Linked DNA regions of Mus musculus: region 1 is linked to region 2. A link is a contact called in public Hi-C data. All regions are on one chromosome and are shown on one strand. Each heading gives the region's core, a stretch centred on a gene start, on an enhancer-like site or on the middle of the called end of the contact. The rest is flanking DNA. Distances are from core to core; before and after follow the strand shown.

Region 1 (7,552 bases), core at 72-2,571, 1.1 Mb after region 2:
CAAGAAGATTGAAAAGCAGTATTAGGCATATAGCTAAACCGTTTGTGTGCCTTTGAATATTTTCCCCTATTCGTGTTAAGAATATTTTATTTGTATTATCACAACTCATAAAAATGAAATAGGGCTTGTATTATTAGAGACACTTGAAATAGAGCTTATATTGTTTAAAATGTATTTAAAAGGCCTATCAGGAACCAGTCTTCACATAAGTAATTTTTGAATACTTTAACAGGTTAATACCTTTTTTTTTGTCAGAATGTTGCTGAGTAAATGCTAAGGCATTCTAAAATGTCCCAGATGAGATAAATTAGTATATATTACTGATGAGTTTATGTGTCTCATACTGGTTCGTGTTAAATTTTGAAAGCCTATGACTTCTAAGAGCATTCACTCCAGAAGGTCTTGTACTGAGTGGACTAAGTTTACAATAAAGATAAGGATTTTTTTCCCCCTTACCAGTGAAACAGCTTAAGTGTAATTTGGGGTAGTGGAGAAAGCACACTTGCTCAAGAAGGTGCTTATACGCTAACTCAGTACATCGCCTGCCCCAAAGGTTCTTTAACCACCTAGCCTACATCTCTGCACACTGTCGGGCAGAGTCTGCTACTGACCGAGTCATTGCCAGTTCTGGTAAACAGTACCAGGACCCAGGGCTTGTCATCCTCTACAACCACATGTCCCCTGATTCGGAGCAAGTGCGTTCAATCGAGGAAGATCACTTACGACTGAGTTTTTCATCATGGCTTTGACTGTGAAGCCCTCAGAAACCAGGGAACGAGGCTGGTGCACCTGGAACGTCTGTTGTGGCAGCAGTTTAGTCCTCTTCGGCATCTTGTCTGGGCATTTGTTTAAGGTCAGGGTCTCTTTTTCTACCACATTCTTCCTAGAAAACGTCTTGTTCTTATCAGAGGTGTGGAAGAAAAACCAGTGGCTTTTACAGAAGTGAGCAGGGGGTCGGGAAAACACTCTAAAAGGCTCTAGTGGTAGAAATTCAACCCCTCGTGCTGCCCAGGGAGATCCAGATGTTTGGCAGCACCAAGGTGGAGGGAGTTTAGGGGAGGAGAGGGGCGGGAAGAGGGCTGGGATCCGAGGCTAGAGTCTCTAAGAGCTTCCAAAGGTGTAAGCCTCCCGGTTGCTAAGCGATTAGTCAACATTAGGAGACGCTAGTCCCGCCCCTCCGTGACGAGCGTTTCCGGAAAAGGTTACCAGCGAAGACAGTTGCAGCTGCCGGAGGCGAATCTTACGGGTTAAAACTACGCCTCCCAGCAGGCTTCGCGCTAGGGGCGGGTGGTTGCGCGTGCGCACTGCGCCCGCCTGGCTCGCGAGGGGAAGGGGGAGGAGGCCTGGATGACTAAACCTGACAGAAACGCTGGTGGGAGGCTCGGGCGGGCGCCAGTGCCCGCGTAGGTCCTTCTCGACCCGCAGCCACCACCCGCCCGGTGACCATGATAGGTACGTGGGTGCCTGCCAGGTACAATCTCTCCGCGCCGCCCCGCGTCCGTGTGTGGCACCACGTCACACCCCACGGGTCCGAGTGGGATCCTCGGGGGCCGACCCGAGCCACCTGTCAGTGTCACGGCGGAGGCGTGCGTGCCGCGCTCCGTCCGCTCTGTGGGCTTCCTCGGCCCGCCCCCCCCCCCCCCCCCGCCCATAGCCTGGTCCGGTGTGTGCTAGAGCATTAGGTATGAGTTTCCAACCTGCCTTAGCCAAGGTTAGCTCGCTGAAGACTGTATCCCCACGGACACCCGCGTGCTCCACTGCGACCCCCGACGGCGGGGCTCGCCCTGCCGCTCCACGGGGTGACCAGCCCAGGTCTGTTTCGGTCAAGCTGTCCTTCACTTCAGGGCGAGTTCACACACCCTAGGACTTAAAGAAAATCTCAGGAAAGCATCTGCCTCGTGGAGATCGCACCTCAGTTCTGTCTTTTTAAATGTGTCCTCGGAGATCTGAGACGAAAGACTAGCCGAGTAGATAACTGCAAAGATGGCTTTTTCCCCCACTACAGTTTGTGACTGGGTGCAGTTTGACCAGTGCAGCTTTGGAAGTGGCCACTAGGGTTGTTCTAAGCAGTGTGAAGTAGGCAGATTGGAAAGGACCTCCCTGACAGAGATGTTATATGTGAAGCCACGTTTTGGGTTCTCCTCCGGGATAAGTAGAAATAAATGCATAATTTAGCGCACATTCCCGTTTGGAGGTTTCGTTACTGTAGACTCGCCGCCCCCATCCAAGTGATGTTCTGAAGATGTAGTGAACTTGTTTGTGATATATGCCTGACAGGTATCGCACTAAGCACATCTGAAGTCGGTCTATTTGAGATGTGTCTAGAAGATGGATGAGAGGTGCATTTATGAAGTAAATGCGTTACACGGTGAAAGTAGCCGAGTCTGTTTTAACTCATAAAAGTAATGTTACAAGTGTGCAGCCCTCCTCTCTTCCTCTTGAGAGTCATGCTAGGCAGCTAAGATGCTCCTGGAAGCAGAGGTGCACGCTCATGGTGTCTAGCTGCTTCTTCCCTCCATAGGGCAGTGTGTATTTTGGATGAATGAATTGGAAACTTGTTAAATTAAGAAAAAAAGTATACATTTTTATGAATGGCACTAAGCTTTTAAGTGACATTTACTTAAGAGTCGTTTGTAAACCCAAATCTGAACTGATTAGTGCGAACCAAGTGGGACAGATTAGGAAAAAAAATACAGATTTTACAAGAGAGAAATACCTCATATTTTGAAAACAATTACACACGTTTAGTTTCTTTCAACTTAAACTAGTTCATGGATGATTTTGATAAGCAAATGTCCCCTAAGGCTATATAAATATAGGAAATTAAGACCTAAAACTTAAAACTATTTTTAAAGTCTCATAAATTATTATATTAATAACTTTAGGATGGAACACAATTTAGCCAGCTTTATTTAGATTTACCTGGAGCCCTCTTAATAAGAACTGTGCCATTTGAATGTTACAATTAAATTAATTAGTAATAAAAACCAGGGAAATAGAAGACAGATTTAAAACTCTTCTTTCTTTGGCTACTCTTTTTACAGGGTGAATAAGTGTGCGTTTTAACACAAATGATTGTATCCTTGTCCCCTGCCCCATGAAAAGGAACTTCCATTCAAAAACAAAAACCCTACACAAACAATGTTACATTGTTTTGTTTAACTAGTTGTATTGCCTAATATTATTGGTGGCCGCATTTTCATGAAGTTCTGAATTGCCAGGTTGGAGGCTTGGGTGTGGTGACAGCACCTAAAGCAGGTGAGAGGGAACCCAATCCGGAGGAAGCTTTGGGAGGAATAGTTCTGCATTTTTATGACTAATCCTTGAACAGGAAACAAGGGCCGACAGGAACTGCACAGAGATCTGCTACAGAGCAAAGGACACACAAATAGCTCCAGGGACTGAGCAGTGTCTTCCTCTGCATAGCACTACTGAGAGCTGAGGCCTTCTGTACTTGAGCTCTCTCCCCCTGCAGTACTCTCCTAGTGAAGGAAATACTGCACTCTGTCAGTGAAGTCCTTGCTCTGAGAAGAATCCTCTGGATTGGCTTCCTGGCCAAATAAGAGGAAAGGAGACTAATACTTTATTGCCCATAAAATAATTTTCCTTTTGTTGTTTCAAAGTAGAGGGTTTCCTTCTTGTCATGGAGATGGCTTCAAAAGTACTTACATCTCCCATTTGGATTATGATTGACATGCTAAATGCCTTGACCTAGAGAGAGTTAAACCATAATTTTATTGAAGTTAATGAAAAGTCTGCCTTTGTGAGGCATGGAGAAGGGATTCATAATAAGAAAATTTAACTGAGAAAAACATAATTTTGAGCACCTATTTTAAAACTTTTTTTAAATTTAAAAAAAATGAGCACTTCTTTGTGTTTAAAATTGATTTTTAGTAGTGACAATTGAGAATTGTTCTAAATGTACTATACATTTAGGCATTTGATAATATCAGCTATTAAAGCACACGAGTACCCATACAATTGAAAAAGAAAGTTCTTAAATTAAAACCCCATGTTACAGAAGATATTTAAAATAGAACTGTAGCTCAGTGAAGTATTCTAAGGTGCAGAAGACCTTGGGCTCCATTCAAAAGTATTGTTTTTTTTTAATTGATTAAAATATTATTTCCTATATCTTGTTTAAAATCACTTCGAGAATTTAACTGTTTGCATATTTAAAAAATCACATTAATTCCTGCCTATTCTTCAATTTTATCAGATTTATTGGTTAGGAAAGTACCCTGCCTTTTAAATACATTTTCAGTAGTCATAGCATAGGCGTGCTGGTGACTTGGAGTCCTGGCCTCTCTCTCAGTGTTAGCATACATTTATTATCACTTGCCAGAAAGTGTCTTCTTTCTAAATTGTCTTCTCTATTGATAAAGGGTAGAGTATTTTAATTTGAAAGGAGTTTTAGGATGAGTCATTCATTTTATACTGATTGAGTTTTACAAAAGCAAATCCCAGGGCTGAGCATACATTATGTGTCTGGTGCTATCAAGAGGTGCCAAGGATACAAGGATGGAATAAGCAGAAAAAAATGCTTGGTCATTGTAACTATTTCATCAATACTGACTCTTGGCCCAAAGTCGAGCTTTGTTTTAAACTGGTGTGCAGGGAATTTTAAGTCTTGGACTGTGTAGGTGTAGTTGAATGTACTCTGTACTGCTACTTGTGCTTCAATGACTTTAGGTGAAAGCAACTCTACGTCTTGATACTGTCTGCTCTGAGGTGCCCTTGTGTCACAAAATGGGTTCTCCAAAACATTTGTATAGAAGAATTTATATAATTTTATTCAGGTCTCTTTTGGGTCCAAAGCCTCTGAAAAAACTTTATGCCTTTACAAATGTTAGTCCTATTTCTAAAGGTTTTTCTGAAGTCTGCATTTTTTAAAATCCAAAGCTCCATGGCTTGAAAATGATACATTGAAAGTACTTGGTAAGATATGCAAATCCATCCCTACCTCTAAACCTTCTTTGAACCCTCCCCTCTCGAGGAAGGAAGGAAGGAAGGAAGGAAGGAAGGAAGGAAGGAAGGAAGGAAGGAAGAAAGAAAGAAAGAAAGAAAGAAAGAAAGAAAAAGAGAAAGAGAAAGAGAAAGAGAAAGAGAAAGAGAAAGAGAAAGAGAAAGAGAAAGAGAAAGAGAAAGAGAAAGAGAAAGAGAAAGAGAAAGGAAGGAAGGAAGGAAGGAAGGAAAAGTTCTCTTTATTTCAAGATGTTTAATATTCATGAACCAGGTTCAATGCAAAATACTTTATTCTGTTAGCTTTCAGTTCTTTGATCAATGAAAATTGTTTCTTACCTGCTGTTTCTTCAGCCTTTAATTGTAGCCCAGTGCTTATTCAATGTTTCTGTTTTAATTTACATTTAATGAGCTCATTTAAAATTTTTCTTTGTAGTAGTCCGAGTGGTTTCCTTCCCAACATTTATTATATTAAAGACTGAGATATCTGACAGCTAGCTGATTTATATTTCAGCCTCCCCACCCACAGCCCCTGGCTTATTTACTTCGTCTTCTAAAGGAGAATTTTGGTTAGAAGGAATGCAGTTAGCAATGCTGTTTCCCATAGTACTGCTTTTCCTGGTCATCTAGGATTCTACACGGCTAATCCAATCTCTTCATCTCCCCACACTCAATGGCATCTTTCTTTCTTGAATGGATGTTTTAGTTAACAGTGATCATTTCAATATCAGTTCTTATAAGGTAGCATGTTAGGCTGGACAGGAATGCTCTCTCTCTCTCTCTCTCTCTCTCCCTCTCCCTCTCCCTCTCCCTCTCCCTCCCTCCCTCCCTCCCTGTGTGTGTGTGTGTATTATTCTGTAGGACACAGAAATAGGAGACCGTTTATCCCCATGAGTTGTGATTTCCTTGTGCTGATAAGATGTGTTTGTGGTACAGAGTTTACCCTCTCCCTTAGAGAAGCAGCATGTAGTCTTTATGTATTCATCCTATCACATATGAATGGTGTTCTGCATTGTACTTAGTTTACATTTAATCTTTATATATGCTACAGAGAGAATGAAGGTCTAATGTCATCCAGTGCCCACTCGTGTTCATTTATAAATTGATAAATGGCCTGATATGTAGGCAAAGGGATTTCTTCTTTTATTGAGATATCTTCTTTCTTGTCAAACTTTCTTCATTTGTCTTTTTTTTTTTTTTTTTTGGATGTATTGTAGAAGGTATCTGTCATATCTTACACCATTGAAGACTTTCTGTCAGACATTTTTTTCCCCATCATCTTGAATTCAGAGAACCACCAAACAAACTGATTGTCAGTTGTGGGCTACTGGAGTTTGACAACAGGTAAATATGGTTGTCTTTATATGCCTATATATATATATATACATACATATATGTATATAGGCATATATATATGGTTTATGGGCATTGTCTTAGGGTTAATATTGCTGCCATAAAATACCATGACCAAAGCAACTTGGGAGGAAAAGGTTTATTTGGCTTACACTTCCACAGCAGTGTTCATAATTGAATGAAATTAGGATAGGAACCTGGAGGTAGGAGCTGATGCAGAGGCTGTGGAGGGTGTTGTTCATTGGTCTGCTCCCCATGGCTTGCTCGACCTGCTTTCTTATGGAACCCAGGAGCACACCAGCTCAGAGATGGCATCCACAATCAGCTGGGCCCTCCATCAATCACTAATTAAGGAAATGCTCTACCAGCATCCCAATTTTTTTTAGGGTCCTCAAAGACAATGCCCCAAAGTCATCAGGAAATAGTCTGAAGACCTCACTCCTGCCCCACCATCACCCCTTCCTAGTTCCTCATTTTTAATTAAAACAAGAAGGGTGAAATGTTAGCTTATAGGCAATTCTGCTAGGTTCTTCCCAGAGACCTAGCAATGGCTTACTACATCATGTGCTGCCATTACCTACCTCTGCTCAGCACCTCAGTTCCTGCTCTTTTCCTCTCTCTGTTCACAAGTGCTACCTACCAGCCAGCTTCTCTTTATCCCTCCTTCTATTCTTTTTGTTCGCTGTCCCATCTCCCTCCCCTCATGATTCTGCTCTCATCTGTCTGCCTCTACTCCTTCTCCAGGTCCTCACTCATTCCCCTCCCTTCCCAAATAAGCATCCTTTATACAAAGAGAGAGAGAGAGAGAGAGAGAGAGAGAGAGAGAGAGAGAGAGAGAGAGAGAGGAAGAAAAGCAAAAGCAAAAGCAACCTAATCTTAACGGGGACTTTTTTTTTTAATTGAAGTTCCATCCTCTCAGATAACTTTAGCTTATAGAACTTTAGTTGATAGAAACTGTGCAGCACAGGCATCATGCCATGAGCTTTATTTTGTTTAGATGTGGGGGAACAGTTTCCTGAAGTCTAACTTTCAGGAACCTTTTCTGTTGGGTCAACTCATTGTCATACTTATTTGCATAATCGTTTATTAGGAATATTTCTAGCTTCTCTGTCAGTTTAAGCATTTTATAACTGACTGAGTTGAAAGTATGCAAGTTAGATTGATCAGAGAAGGGATAGTGGTGCCTTTTAATATTAGGTTTTGGAGGAGGTAATGATTTTTTTGTCTTTAAGAAATG
Region 2 (7,153 bases), core at 2,063-4,562:
GAACAATGTTAAATGTAGTAAGTCAGTGGGGATCATTTCAAAGGAATGGCTTTAGTGCATCCCAATTAGGACTGATTCTGGAATTAAAATTAGGACGTGCATTAGCTAAGCCCAAGAGGTTTCTTATCCTTCTGTCTTCCTCCCCATTCCTGTTTGTTGGGATCATGTGATGCCTCTCAGTCTGGCATGAAAATCACTGTCCTTGACCTGCTGTGTGTTTGGACTGTCCGTGTTCACAACTCTGCTTCCCTTCATACAAAGATATACAAGGTATTTATATAAATAATATATATTCTAATATATTAGAGATTTAGATTCCCAGCCCTATTTTTGCAAGATATTTTATAAAGAACGGAAGAGACTTTGTGACTATTTTCCATAGTTTTAGGGATAGTTATATGATTCTTTTCCTTAGATCTAACTATGATATATCAATATTCCTGATCAGCCATGGTGGAATGAATACACCTATAATCCCAGCACTCAAGAGGCAGAGGATAGGGGGACTGGGTCAAGTTGAAGGCCAGTATGGTCTACACATAGAGAACCTATCTCAAAAATCAATCAATAAATGAATGAATAAATGAATAAATATTCTTTTCTAATATGAATCAAATTTTCACAGTGAGTGACTTTGGATTTTCCCATCAGTGCTGACAAATGGGCTTGATCCACCATCTCTTGAGGGTCCCCCATTGTCTGTGGACATGACTCAGGCCTCCTAAAACTGATCTGGACATGCCCTTGCATCTGTTTCCTGGAACAGCACTTCCATGTGCACAACATCCCCTCGGACTCTGTATTCTCTAAGGAGTGGCACCTGGCACACATTTCTATTTCTCCTGCAGAACCTGTCTAAATATGTTATATCTATTAGGGGTCATTCTAGTAAACTTCACTGGACTGGGAAATGATCCTCAGGCTTTCCAAAGTTACCCACATCAAGGTGCATGGATGCTCATTGACGCTACCTGCATCCATGTGCTCGCGTGCTCATCTAAGTTTCCGGCATAGACGTGCACAGATGCTCATTGAAGCTATCTGAATCAATGTGTGCGGATGCTCACCTAGGATTTTCTTGGCTCTCCCTGGTCTCAGGCGCTCTTTATTCTTTTGTTTTGTAAAATCTTATCCATGTTTTCTATGTTTAAATTAACTAACACTTTTTTCTATTCACATTTTAAGAACACTTTCTCCTTACTAACATAATCTAGCACTGTCTCTACCATTCTGTCATTCTGTCACCTCTTCCTACCCTTCCTGTCATTGACCATTCTTGGTTGTTCTGTTTCTGTTTCTACTTTGATATTTTGTTTCCTTCTATTGTTTGAGGAAGATTAGGCTTCTGTCTCTTGCTGTGTAGCTCAGGCTAACCACAAACTCTTGCCTCTCTTGCCACACTGGACCCCACCCTTTCTGGAATCACACTGTGTACACAATCACCGCTTCCTCTTTCAACTTCTAGCTTTTTGTCCCAATTGCTTCCTTTCCATGTCTTTTCACGTCTTTAGATGCTTCCTTGAATCTCTTCAATTAAGTTCTCATTGTTAATCACAGCTCATTTCTGTTTCTCAGGTTGTTTTGTTTTCTTTTGAACTATATTTACTAATGTGTAAGCGTGTGTCTCTGGTTGTGTGCACAGGGGTTTTAGGTGCCTACAGAGGGCAGAGATGTTTGATTTCCTTGAAGCCAGAGTTCCAGGAGATTAAGAGTTGCCTGATGTAGGGGCTGGGACTTGAACTTGGGTTCTCTGAAGTGTAGCACATTTTCATAACCTCTGAGCCATTTCTCCAACCCTCGTAGCTTCTTTTCACTTTATCAGTTTCTATGTGCTAATTCCAGTATTCTGTTTTCTCCAGATGGGCTCGCAGAGCACAATTTGTGTTTTCTATTCTCCTTCCTCAACGGGGCAAGGTTCCTGCTTAAAATGTAGTTTTCTATCCATCTGTTGTCCTCTGGGTGGTTTTCTTAGTGGTTCTCAAGGTGGGAGAGACATATTGGTACACACCCTACTCTCATCTCCATTGCTCCTGTTTCTTTCTTTCCTCTCTGGCATGCCCCTGGTGGGCACCAGATCCCCTTATTCATACTATCCACAACATGAGAAAGTAGCATCTCAGAGGCCACAGCCCCCAATGGTGTTCAAGTCTCAATCCCTTCCCTGAGGCCAGTGTTCCAAACAGCAGGAAAGAAGGGCTTCTGGGGAGATGGCCTTGTCCATGCCATCCTGTCTTCCTGAGCCTTCCCAGCAGACCCTAGCCCTGAACCTAGCAACTTCTAGGGTTGGCAAGAGTGCAGGTAGAATCTGGTTACTTCTCTTCTTACATACTGCTCTGTAGGTCGGGCCGTCCTGCGTCTTCCGGGAAGTTGAATGTGTGATTCATGGGTGAAAACTCTAAGAGGAAGCAGCTGCACAGGGGTCACATGCTCTGCTCCCCCATACTCCCCAGAAGATTCCTCTCTTCTCCTTGACGGGTCCATCTTTCATGTTCTGTGCAGCAGGATCTAAGCTCCTGGAAGACCTGAGGTCAGACTTTAACAAAGGCAGAAGTGTGAGCACCAGGACGCAGCCATATTCAAAGGGGCTGGGAATAGACATCCCTGGGGAGTCCCTTGAAAATTAACTGAAACAGGGTTTGTGACAATAAACACCTGCCATGTTGTGCATTCTTTAAAATGTCACCACTTTATCCAGCTACTAGAAAACATCTTTCCGGGCTTCCCTGGGGACATACTTGACCCAACCTACTGGCTCTTTCAGGGGATATTCTAAGAACTTACATGGCAGGGATTTAACACCTACTTAGCCCAAAGCCAGCCTTCTTTTCAAAGCTGAATTGGCAAATCTGGAACAGGAAAGCACTAAACAATAAACAGGCATTTTCCTACAGACACAGAGACGGAAGCTAACAGAGCAGGCGCAGGCATTCTAATGCTGGGCATGCCATCTGTCTTTGCCTCTGCGCTTTTTGCGAATGTGGAGACAACTGAGCACTCTTCCAAAAGTGGACCCTGTCCTAAAGTAATATTTCTAGTTCAGGGGTCCTTAGTCACTGTGAACTTTTTCTCTTCACCCTGTCAGTGTAGAGTCCCACAAGCAGCAAGTGGGCCCATCAAGCTAATAATAGAAAAACCATTTTCTGACTTCCTTCCTCTTAGTTGCTCCATGATCCACCCTCCCCACTAGTACCCCAATCCACCTCAGTCCTCAGGACTTGCCTCTGGCTCTCAACAGCAGCAATGACTGCGTCTCAGTGAAAAGAGGAGATGGATAAAATATTACCCTAACCTCAGCGGCATGAGTAAAGCCCTTATTAGAATTCGGAGCCTACAGCTGGAACTTCCAGCATAGGACAGGAGATAAAGTTCCGTATTGTTAGCTCACAAGTGGCTTGGACTTCCTGGCAAGGGCAGGGAATTCCTCAGTCATTTATGCAAGTTTTCAGAAACGCTCCACTGTTCCCCAACAAAAAAAGCATTCAGGGTGAGAGTGGGGGCTCCCCCACCAGACCTGGAGAGTGGCTTTGGGGACTTGAATGGACGCTTCGTCCGGTGTCAATGGTCTCTGTGGGAAAGGCAGTGATGTCACCGCAAATGCATCTAGGGTTTTGCTAGGCCACCCTTACTTGCTACCCACTTCCTCCGTTGTTGTCTGACTTTCTCTCCTTTTCTTTTCCTCTCTCTCTCTCTCTCTCTCTCTCTCTCTCTCTCTCTCTCTCTCTCTCTCCCTCCCTCCCTCCCTCCCTACCTCTCTCCCTCCCTCCCTCCATCTCTTTCTCCCTCCCTCCCTTCTTCCCTCCCTCCTGCCCTCCCCGCTTCCTCTTCCTTTTAGCTTCTTTGAGGCCAGTACTTCCCTGCAAGTGCAGCTCAAATCCAAAGGCCCCCATCAGTGTTGTTGCCATGGCAATGCCAGCCTCCTACACGGTCTTCTTTTCTCTTTTCTTTCTTTTTGGCATAAAAAGTAAAAGAGGCTTGAAAGCAAGGGCAAGAATGAGAAGGGAACAGAGCCAGTTTGGCCCTGCTCGGTGTCCATGCTGGATGAGAAAAGACTGAAGCAAATGAGGGATAAAAAAAAAAAAAAAAAAAAAAAAAAAAAAAAATGACGGGACCCGCAAGTGAGACACAGCAGAAGCCTTTGAGGAGCAAAGTGTACTCTTTCACTTTCAAAGCTTCAAAACAGTCCAGACCTCTGCTTGAGGCAGCACAAGAGATGGATGAGCCAACGGACAACAGAAGAGTAAAGAAGTTGCCACAGGAACTAGGGTCCTACTTGCAAAACTGCATCCAATCCCAACATTTAGAGGCAGCTCCATCAGAACTCCGCCCTATCCTCAGAAGGGAAGGAGAGAGGAGAGCTTTAAAGGGGCTTTCATCTCTGCGAAGAGAGAATACTACCATGTGTGCTCGGATGTCCAGAATGCCAGCTCTACTGTAACCTGGCTGCAGAAACCAGTTCCAAAGGTGTCTGCTGTGTCTCCTCATCCATTGCCACTAACGCTACAAAGACGGTGACATCAGAAATCCCAGGATTTTCTCCCTCAGGGGACACAGTCTTACTTTAAACCTTCCAAAAGATCAGAAACATGTCATTTCTAGTACGCCTCCCCTACATTCCTCAAGAGTTGGGTAAAGCAACTTGAATCACTATTGATTCCTTCCAAGCCAGAGCTGTTAGGTGAAAAGTCAGACTGTCCACTCTGCATTCCCTGAACCACATGTTCCAGTCTGCTTTGCAGGCACCTTCTTGATGTCATCTGCCACCTGATCTACCTCCTGAATCTTTGGCCACAGGCAGTGACCCTTTCCTTCCTTCCTTCCCAAATAGCTAATCAGCTGTGGAGAAAGCATCCTGTCTCCAAAGGGTGGCCCAGACATATGAGACTCTGTGTCCTTGAAAGGTTCAAATACTAAATGCACAGAATAAAATGTTCCAGAAGTCAACAGTCTGTCTGGAGGTGCCACTAACTGGAAATTATTGGAAAGAAAAAAAGGAGGCAGCTGGTGTTCTGAGGGGGCACCAGCTTGTAGGCAGGTCTGAAGCAGGGAGATGTGGAGATGGGAAGTGTCCATCTTAGAATACTGTGTAATCTAATGCCTCTCCTATTGAACTTGTACATCAGCTGCAATCTTCATGCAATGCCCTCTGATGGGGCTCAATCCTTTCCCTCCCTTCTAGATGTTGAAATAATTTTACTTTCTTCCTCCCCATCTCTTGGCATATGTGTATTCAACGTGTGTATTCATACATGTTGATGCATGTTTAGGTGCGTGTGTATGCATGTTCGTGTGGAAGCCAGAGGCAGACCTACAGTATTTTCAAGAGCTACCTACGTTGTTCTTCAAGACAAGATAGCTCAGTGGGACTTAGTCCAGTTACAGAGGATGGTCAGTAAGCCCCAGGGATAGGCCATTTTCTACCTCTCCATTGCTAAGATTAGAATCATCCTTCACACAGCCAGTTTTTTACATGGCTGCTAGGGTTGAATTCAGGGCCCCATGGTTGTGTATATTGCTACTTCACCTATACCTGTGTATTCAGTTGCATATCTTCCTCCTCTCCCCTTAGTCCCCATCCTTCCCTCTCCTGTTCCTCTCTATCTAGTGTGTGTGTGTGTGTGTGTGTGTGTGTATGCTGATAGAACTCAGAGGACAACCCCTCTCTCCCATTTCTCATGTGTCCAGGTGTTGCATAGCTTTTCTTTCTAGATAACATCCCTCTCATTAGTTTAGATGCCATCAACTAGTCTAGGCTAGTTAGCCTAGCCTGTAAGCCCCAAAGATCTGTCAGTCCTCCTTTCTAGCACTAGAATTATAAACATGTACTGCTATGCCTGGATTTTTGCAAGGATTCTTGGGATCCAACTATGTCTTTACGCTTGCAAGGCAAGCACTTTACAGGTGAGCCTCTCTTCCCAAACCCCCGGTAATTAAGTGTACATCTGTTAAAACATGCACCCGAGGTTAGAACGTCATTCTTTTGATCACACGTTATCAAGGTTTTATCATAGCAGTGGAACTAGCACAAAGATCGAGAGTCATGGAGCAGAGGCCCTTGTGGAAGGTCTTTAGGCCCCTCCAGAAACCCACATATAGCATGCTGTAGTTCACTTAATACACACTACATAGACAATTCTGCTTTCCCTGCCCCTGCCTTGTCATACTTTGGGCTGAAGAACCTCCTGCTGGCAGGTAGTGTCCTCTGTATGTCTCTCCAGTGTCCTCTACATCAGCCACTTTCTTCAATGGATACTATGCCAGATGACATCTCCCTCCCCCTCTACTCTTCTGTGGAATCACCACAGGCTGTGACCCTGCTCTTCCCGAATTAACTCCTCAGAGTCATTTTCAGCTGGGTCTTTCACCTGGTTCCTTTCCTTCTGGCTCTGCCAATTTCCTACTGAGCACCAGCATCCACTTAACTTCAGCCCCTGAGCTTTGGCTAGAGATTTTCAACATCTAAATATATCCACATGATCTGAATGTGGCCAATGACAGCTAAAGCCCTCTGGGTACATTCTTGCCATGTGGTCTACACTGGTCTAGTCAGGGCAAGTTACAAGCCTGAGGCAGGATTCTTTGATAAAGATCCCCTTTGCTGCTGCTGCTGCTGCTGCTGCTGCTGCTGCTGCTGCTGCCGCTGCCGCTGCCGCTGCCGCTGCTGTTACTACTCAGCACAGTGGATGTGTGCATGGTGTTTGCTGAGCCATCTGTGCCTGTAGCTGGGTAAGGGGGTGGGACCTAGAAGAGCTGAGCCCAGAGATCAGAAGGATGTATAGTCCAGAACAAGCCTGCCCCAGAGCCACTCATACTTTTTGTAACTATGAAGCAATAAACCGCAACCCTCCCCTCATTTTTCTTGCCATAAAACCAATTTCTGGACTTTCTCTGTTGATGGAACCCATCACCACCATTCTCCCATATGCAAATTCCCTAAGTTATTTTTAGCTCATCAATCATATCCTTACTTAGTACCTGGTTATTAGATTCTGTCATATTTTCCATTCAAAGACCTTAGACAACCGATTTTTCTCTTGCTGTTATCACACTGATCCAATTTCCCCAGTCAAACCCATCTGGATTATCAATAATATCCAAACCAACTGCCAGGTGGGAATCAGTCCCCACTCCCCAGGCACTGATTTTTCTGAAATCT

What was found. A called contact is a pair of places that touch in the nucleus more often than the background predicts.
Region 1: a contact with region 2 is called in a Hi-C map of bone marrow-derived macrophages, with 12 read pairs. The contact joins the promoter of Prkn here to the promoter of 4930452A19Rik in region 2. A contact is called at or near these places in 10 of 39 promoter capture datasets (the C10 cell line, HPC-7-derived erythroid cells, cranial neural crest and 6 more), 1 of 15 datasets of contacts at CTCF or cohesin (the NIH/3T3 cell line), 4 of 484 Hi-C or Micro-C datasets (bone marrow-derived macrophages, nephron progenitors, neural progenitor cells and 1 more), 3 of 115 datasets of contacts at active chromatin or transcription factors (embryonic stem cells and stem cell-derived neural progenitor cells) and 2 of 9 other capture datasets (adipose tissue and liver).

The regions. Positions count from the first base shown.
Region 1 is chr17:10,839,038-10,846,589 of GRCm38.p6, forward strand. Prkn (parkin RBR E3 ubiquitin protein ligase) reads left to right here and starts at 1,322. Exons shown (of 12, transcript NM_016694.4): 1 at 1,322-1,452. The coding sequence starts at 1,446. Pacrg (PARK2 co-regulated) reads right to left here and starts at 1,154. Exons shown (of 5, transcript NM_027032.2): 1 at 724-1,154. The coding sequence starts at 831.
Region 2 is chr17:9,772,554-9,779,706 of GRCm38.p6, forward strand. 4930452A19Rik (RIKEN cDNA 4930452A19 gene) reads right to left here and starts at 3,313. Exons shown (of 4, transcript NR_045433.1): 1 at 3,290-3,313; 2 at 2,326-2,533.